2 separate regions of the Mus musculus genome follow, and region 2 is linked to region 1. The links are chromatin contacts, called in public HiCAR-type maps. All regions are on one chromosome and are shown on one strand. Each heading gives the region's core, a stretch centred on a gene start, on an enhancer-like site or on the middle of the called end of the contact. The rest is flanking DNA. Distances are from core to core; before and after follow the strand shown. Region 1 holds the start of B3gat2 (beta-1,3-glucuronyltransferase 2 (glucuronosyltransferase S)). Region 2 holds the start of Smap1 (small ArfGAP 1).

Region 1 (3,472 bases), core at 700-3,199:
ACAACTTTGGGAAAGAGAAGGGGATTGGACACATTTGTGTGTTACTGTCTGGAGTTTAAGAAAAGTCTGTAGAGATTCCCCTCAGTTTTCTTCCCCTTGGGATGCTGGCACAGCCATCACACTCTGAGGTAGAATACAGCAGGGAGTCTAATGGGATCACTGTTTTAGGATCTTGGCCTCACCACTTTGCACAACATTGGGCTCTGGGTGACACAGGAAAGGTGGGACTGAAGGCTAGGACTTAGTTGGTTTGTGGAGAAAGGGAGAACGTTTGAGAACTCACTATTAGATGTCTGTATCTAAGTGTAACAAGGCCCCTAGTAGGCACCTAGACCTTAACACAACTGCCTCGGCGGAAGCACCGTTCAGGGTATAAAGCTCAGCATGTAGACCGTACCACCTGCCAAAACGGAAACAAAGGCCCAATCCATCAAAGTCCATATAGTCACGGGAAGTCTCAAAATGCACTAACCTTGCTTTTTACCTTTTGTAGTTCCGATTCTGACGCACTGTTCTTGTTAACTGAAGTATGTCAACCCAGAACGTGGCTTTTGTTGTTTAGGTTTGGTTTTTTGTTTTGTTTTATTTTTTTGTTTTTTGGTGTTGTTGTTGTTGTTGTTTGCTTAAACGCTCACCCTGAGAAAGCCTCAGCGCTACCTTGGGATTCAAACACCCAATGTAGTCACCGGCTGGCTAATAAATGCTTTATATATTTGCTTCAACCCAAGTCGGAGCAGTCTTCTCTAGTGACTACCCCACAACATAAGAGAGTAGTTGTGAAAATTCACAGGTGCGCAGTGCCAGACACCGAACCCAAGATGCAGGACACAGCCACGTGAAGGTGGAGGATCTGCCCCAGCGTGCTGCTTGTTCCTCAGGAACATAGTCAAAAGGATTTTCATGCGACAGAGAAAGTCGGGTTGCGGAGGAAAACGGAATCAGAAATGATTCATTGGGGGTGGGGGTGCTTTCCTCAGACTCCCTGGAATGTGCTTGGAATGAGAACAGCCTGGGGTTCGTTCGGCTAATAGATTCTCTATATATGAGAGGGTCTTCCAGGTATTTCCGCTTGCCATCCTCTGACCCACTTGATCTGATGGCATCACCTAGGAAGACCGGTCACTCACAGCCAGGCTGTGCTGATGATGTGCAGTGAAGAGGCAGTGGGTTCTATCCAGGACGCCCACGTTCTATTTCCACTAAGTCAGTTACCACTGACCTCAGGAAATTCCCTTAAGTCTCCATCTTCTGCTCCTTCATCCAGAAAATGAAGGTGATTCCACCTCCAAAGCCTCCTTGAAAGGATTACAGGGATGGTCCTGGGGGATAATTCCTGTGCCTGCAAACTGGGAAGGCTCCAACATGAACAAAAGCAAGTTACACATACTCAGCCGGAGTTGTCAAAATGTCCCCCACAGATCCAACTGTGGCCGAGCAGTTGCGATTGATTCCTTGGAATGGGCTGGCACACATGCCAGACACCTATGTGCGGCACCCCCTCCATCTCTGTGGGATTCTATTGATTTCTGCCTTTCAAGAGAAAGTGGTTCTCTTTGCTGAGGTTCTGTACACCAACCCTCAAGCCAGGGAAGGACCGCTTTGTCCCCTCCCTCTTTCTCCTTCTGCCCTCTTTAGGACTCCGGACTTGTCACACGTGAATGGGTTTCCTTGGCTGATCTCCAAAGACCCTGCAGCAGTTCAGTGAGCTGAACCCTGGGGCGATCTGAAAACAGCACCCACCACCTCCACACACACACACACACACACACACACACACACACACACACACCCCAGGCAGAGGTCGCGCAACCCAGCAGAGATCCTCCTCCCTCCCCCTGCCTCTGCCCGCAGGCAGCGCCTGGTGCCACCGGGCTCAGACCCCGCAGAGAGCCTTGGCCCTTCCCGCCTCCGCCCCGCAGCCCCTCTCCGCCAGTAGCAGCGCTGCTATCTTCCCACCGGAGCACTAGGAGGACGCCCGAGTCTGCAGCGCCCCCGCCCCCTCGCTTTTTCTTTCTTTCCCTGCTTTGGGATCTTGCTGTCTGGAGCCGGGAGAGGTTCCGAGAAGGAGAGAGCGGCACAGGTTTCTGCCGCGGCGCTCGAACGGGAGCTTAGGGACGCAGCATCCTCGGTGTCCACCCGGGATCGCAGCTGCACCGGCCGACATGTGACGGAGGAAAGCCCTCAGCATTCCCGGCAACCGCCTTCAAAGGGGTCCCGGAACGCTCGCCCAGGCCAGCAGCTGGATCCTCTTAGCCCTCAGCGACGCGGGACAGGAGCGGCAAGGTACAACGCCTGGTACGTTCCAGGCTCGCACTCGGGAAAAGAGCGCAGCGGGGACCGCCGCCTGGCTTGCACTCGGCACAACTCCGGGACCTGCGGAGTGCGGCTGGACCGTGTCCAGATTCCCGCCGACTTCATCCAGAGTGACCCAAGACCCTAGCCGGTCCTCCTGCACCCCCTGGAGTTCTAGCTTGCCCTGCATCTGCGCCGACCCCACAACGCCCAGGTCCCCGCAACGCCCCAGTCCGGAAGGGGAGCGCGCTTGCGGCTTCTCCCTGATTGCAGACGCTGCCGCTGTCCTAACTGCACACAGAGGTCCCCTACCCGGAGCCTAGTCCTTGCAGGGGGTGGTGTCCGAGACGCTGGGGAGCGCGCACCATGAAGTCCGCGCTGTGCAGCCGCTTCTTCATCCTCCTGCCCTGGATCCTGATTGTCATCATCATGTTGGACGTGGACCCCCGCAGGCCCGCGCCCCAACTCACTTCCCGTCCCTACTTCTCTCCCCATGCAGTGGGCTGCGGGGGCTCCCGAGTCCCGCTCCGACGGAGTAGCCCCGGGCGTGACGCTGCCGAGAAGCGGAACGAGTCTCGGCCTCAGCTGCAGCCGGAGCCGCGCTTGCCCACCATCTATGCCATCACACCCACCTACAGTCGCCCGGTGCAGAAAGCCGAGCTCACTCGCCTGGCCAACACCTTCCGCCAGGTGGCGCAGTTGCACTGGATCCTGGTGGAGGACCGGGCGACGCGCAGCGAGCTGGTGAGCAGCTTCCTAGCTCGGGCCGGCCTGCCCAACACGCACCTGCATGTGCCCACGCCGCGGCGCTACAAGCGACCGTGGCTGCCGCGCGCCACCGAACAGCGCAACGCGGGCCTCGCCTGGCTGCGCCAGAGGCATCAGCATCAGAGCGCGCAACCCGGCGTGCTCTTCTTCGCCGACGATGACAACACGTACAGTCTGGAGCTCTTCCAGGAGGTAGTGGTCCAGCGCCGATGGTGGGGTGTAGGGTGTGTGTGGGGGGGAGGGGGGACAAGGGGCGGTTGGGCCCCGAAGGTCTGCATGCCCTTTGTGCTTCCTGTACACTTTTGAGTTCTCAGTCCCTTCGAGCACGCATCCCGCACTCGGCGTGGAGCAGCTGAAGATGGGCAGTCCACAGCCTCTTCGGCTGGCTGCGGTGGGTGGAGAAGGGGTGTTG
Region 2 (3,157 bases), core at 205-2,704, 160 kb after region 1:
TCGCCCAGTAAGGAAGTAGCTGTTATGACAGAGAGATGATGCTGATGTTATGAGACTTAATTTATTCACATATAACCCAGCCTACTGCAATGGACTCTTTTGCTCAGTGTTGAGAGAAAACAGTAAAAACTCTAGAAAAGTAGTTAAATAATGCAGAAATCTTAATCCTCGCTCACAATGGCTGTCTCTGCTCCCAGCAACTACCTATTTCCCAGAGAAAAATCAAATGTACATTTTCCTAACTACATAGAAGTAGGATTTTTAAATCTCCATTACTCTCCATGATATTACTTACATTAGAAATAAACCACATCTCCAAACAAAAACTATCAGCTAAAAATAATTTATCTATTTCAAAGGCTCAAGCAGAAACCTCCACCTGAACTAAAAATAGTGGGGTTTTTTTTTCTTCTTCTTCTTCTCAGTATCTTAAAATGCACCTTCCACATTTATGAAGTGGACAGACCAGTGTCCACAAATTCGCCAATGGGTCGTCTGGGGGAATCTAACGACTGAACTCTTTATGAACATAACACACTTTCCTTAGGACACTATAACATCCAGAATAAGAGAGTGTGAGTGTGTGTGTGTGTGTGTGTGTGTGTGTGTGTTATACATAGTATACACAAATAATGAAAACCCTATCTCGATTATGTTATGCAGTGACATCTCAAACCACCCCAAAACACTGTTCTTTTTCAGAAACAGAAGTAAACGCCCTGTGCAAGAGCTGTCAGGTGGGCAGGCAGGTAGGGCTCCATCTGGGACACCGCACCACTGGGGAAAGGGAGGACGACGCGATCTCGTGGGAGGAAGGGAGGGTCGCCAAGAGGACAGGGACCTAAGGGCGACTCCACCCACGGAGTCGCTGAGGCTGAGGCAGGAGGGCTCCCACAGCCCTATCAGCACCGCCCAGCCGGCGGCCCAAGGCGGTGGCAGCGGCGCGACGCCGGCTCCGAGCCGGAGGCTGAGGCCGCGACCTCCGTGCTAGCCGAGAGCCAGAGGCCGCCCGCCCTCCCGGGAGAGCCGGCGCGGACGAGACGCCGCGGAGGGTGGGAAGGTCACAGCCGCAGGAGGCCCCGGCCGAGCGGCCACCAAGCCCGCGCGCTACCTTTGGCCTCGCAGTCGGCGCAGTACTTGTTGTCCTCCTCCCTCAGCAGTTTGGACAGGATGAGCTGGTGCTGCTCGTTCAGCTTCTGAGCCTTCTCCCGACAGGAGCGTGTCGCCATGTCGGCGGCGGGGCGGCGGGCCCGGACGCGGGCGAGCGGACGGGCGGACGGCGCTGGCGAGGCCGGGCGGGCGAGGGCACCTGACGCCGCTGGGGCCGCGGACGGACTCGGCCCAGGAAGCGGCGGCAGCGGCGGTGGCGGCGGCGGCTGGAACCGGAGGAGGGGCGGCGGCGGCCGAGCCAGCGCCGACGTGTCCCGCCTCCTCGCCGGGCCCGCCGCACGCTCCGCCCGAGCCGGCGAGGGGCGGGGCGGGAAGAGCCGCCGCTTCCGGGAGGACGCAGCGCTGGGCGCTGCGCATGCGCCCAGCTGCCCGCGTGCCGGGAGACTCCCAAGGTGATTCCAGAGAAGCGTCTGACGCTCCCCGGGGCGAGATTCCCCACTCTTGACACCTGATCGTCGCTTGAAGCCTCTAGAGACCTGAAAGTGGAAGAATTTTTTTTTTTTACCGGGAAGCGACTTTCACAGTCTTTGCATTTTTCACAGTCTTTGCATTTGTGTACACAGCACTGGAAATGTCCAAATTATAGTTATATATATATAGTTATAATGGGTAGATGCATCCCATGTGTGTGCATCGGGAGTTTGGAAACGGTATACTAGAAGCGGATGGAATGAAATGGGGCTAAAAGTGTCTTACGTTTTAGAGGAAAATAGACATGTTTGGGGGGGAGAGGTAACGTAATAAACCCTACCTCCCTCAACAATATTGATAATCTCATATACAGGAAAATGAGGCAAAACAGTCAAGTCACTTGGCCATGCTACAAGTGGAAGAGTTAAAACCAGGCAATATACCCCGCCTAGGAAGAGGGAAAGTGATCAAAAAGTGAATTATTAAAGGGATGTCACTTTAAGAAATTGTGTGCTGCTAGGATCCCTTCCCTGGGAGAAACTTAAGCCTGTTCCTTCTCGTAAGATCCTAAAGACAAACTTAGGTATAATTCCAACAAAGTTCACCCAGGAGAACCAATGAGCTTATTAGGCTTAAAGAGCAACTGGTAAGGGGTATGGATAGGAGCATAGATGACCTTAGAATAGCCACACTGGAAGGTCTGCACATAGCAAGGATGATGGTCCTTAGGAACCTGACATGGAATTCCCTCCCTCCATCTTCCCCCAGGTATATCCTCTAGCCCCTCCCTGAGACCAGATACAAGCAGGGCAGAACCACATACAACAGTGACTGAATAGTGTGGTAGGGGTTCCCTTCCATAAGTCTCCATATACCCTCCCTATGGTGGAACATAAATAGTCAACAGGCCCAGCTGTGATGGTCCTTTGCAAGAAGGCCAAGCACAAGGCTTCTGAAACTGACAGTGTGTTTCAGAAGATGTTCCTACATAACACAATGTAAACGACATTCTTCCCTGCAAGGAAAGACAGTTTTAAAAAGGAAGACATTCTCGATGATAGCCCATCAGGTTTACTAAGGTTGAACTCAGTGAAACAGTTGGAGTGATTCGGCTTGCTGTGTAGTAAGTATGAGCAATACTATGTGTGGGCCTTATGTAAGTAGAATAAACATAGCCCTGGCCTGAGGTAGGAGAGATGCTAAGAATGGCAGGAAGCAGGATTCTCTGTGATACGCTCTACCTATCCCTCTTGGGCTTAAGATTCCAAAGACATAAAAGCGGATCATGGCAGGGAAGCATTGGCAGAGAGCAGAAGACACAGTCACTGGAGCAGAAGCTGGAGGCTATCTTGGAAGCAGAGCATGCTGGGAACACAGAAAGGCTTTACAACTCAAACCTTACACATGTGACATACTGCCTCGGCAAGGCCATGCCTCCTAAACTTACCCAAACAGTGTCACTAACTAGGGACCAATTATGCAAACATCTCAGCCTATGGGAGATAGTCTCATCAAACCACCACATTATGACAACAAGATGAGGCAGGAAACACCGAAAATGTAGTTTAGCAACCTG

Evidence for each region. HiCAR-type assays count read pairs that join an accessible place to other places.
Region 2: a contact with region 1 is called in a HiCAR-type map of astrocytes, with 2.3 times the contacts expected there. The contact joins the promoter of Smap1 here to the promoter of B3gat2 in region 1. A contact is called at or near these places in 2 of 39 promoter capture datasets (embryonic stem cells and pre-B cells), 4 of 484 Hi-C or Micro-C datasets (cerebellum, cortical neurons and embryonic stem cells), 1 of 115 datasets of contacts at active chromatin or transcription factors (astrocytes) and 2 of 9 other capture datasets (adipose tissue and pancreatic islet).

The regions. Positions count from the first base shown.
Region 1 is chr1:23,759,977-23,763,448 of GRCm38.p6, forward strand. B3gat2 (beta-1,3-glucuronyltransferase 2 (glucuronosyltransferase S)) reads left to right here and starts at 1,950. Exons shown (of 4, transcript NM_172124.2): 1 at 1,950-3,252. The coding sequence starts at 2,659.
Region 2 is chr1:23,920,927-23,924,083 of GRCm38.p6, forward strand. Smap1 (small ArfGAP 1) reads right to left here and starts at 1,455. Exons shown (of 10, transcript NM_028534.3): 1 at 1,112-1,455. The coding sequence starts at 1,229.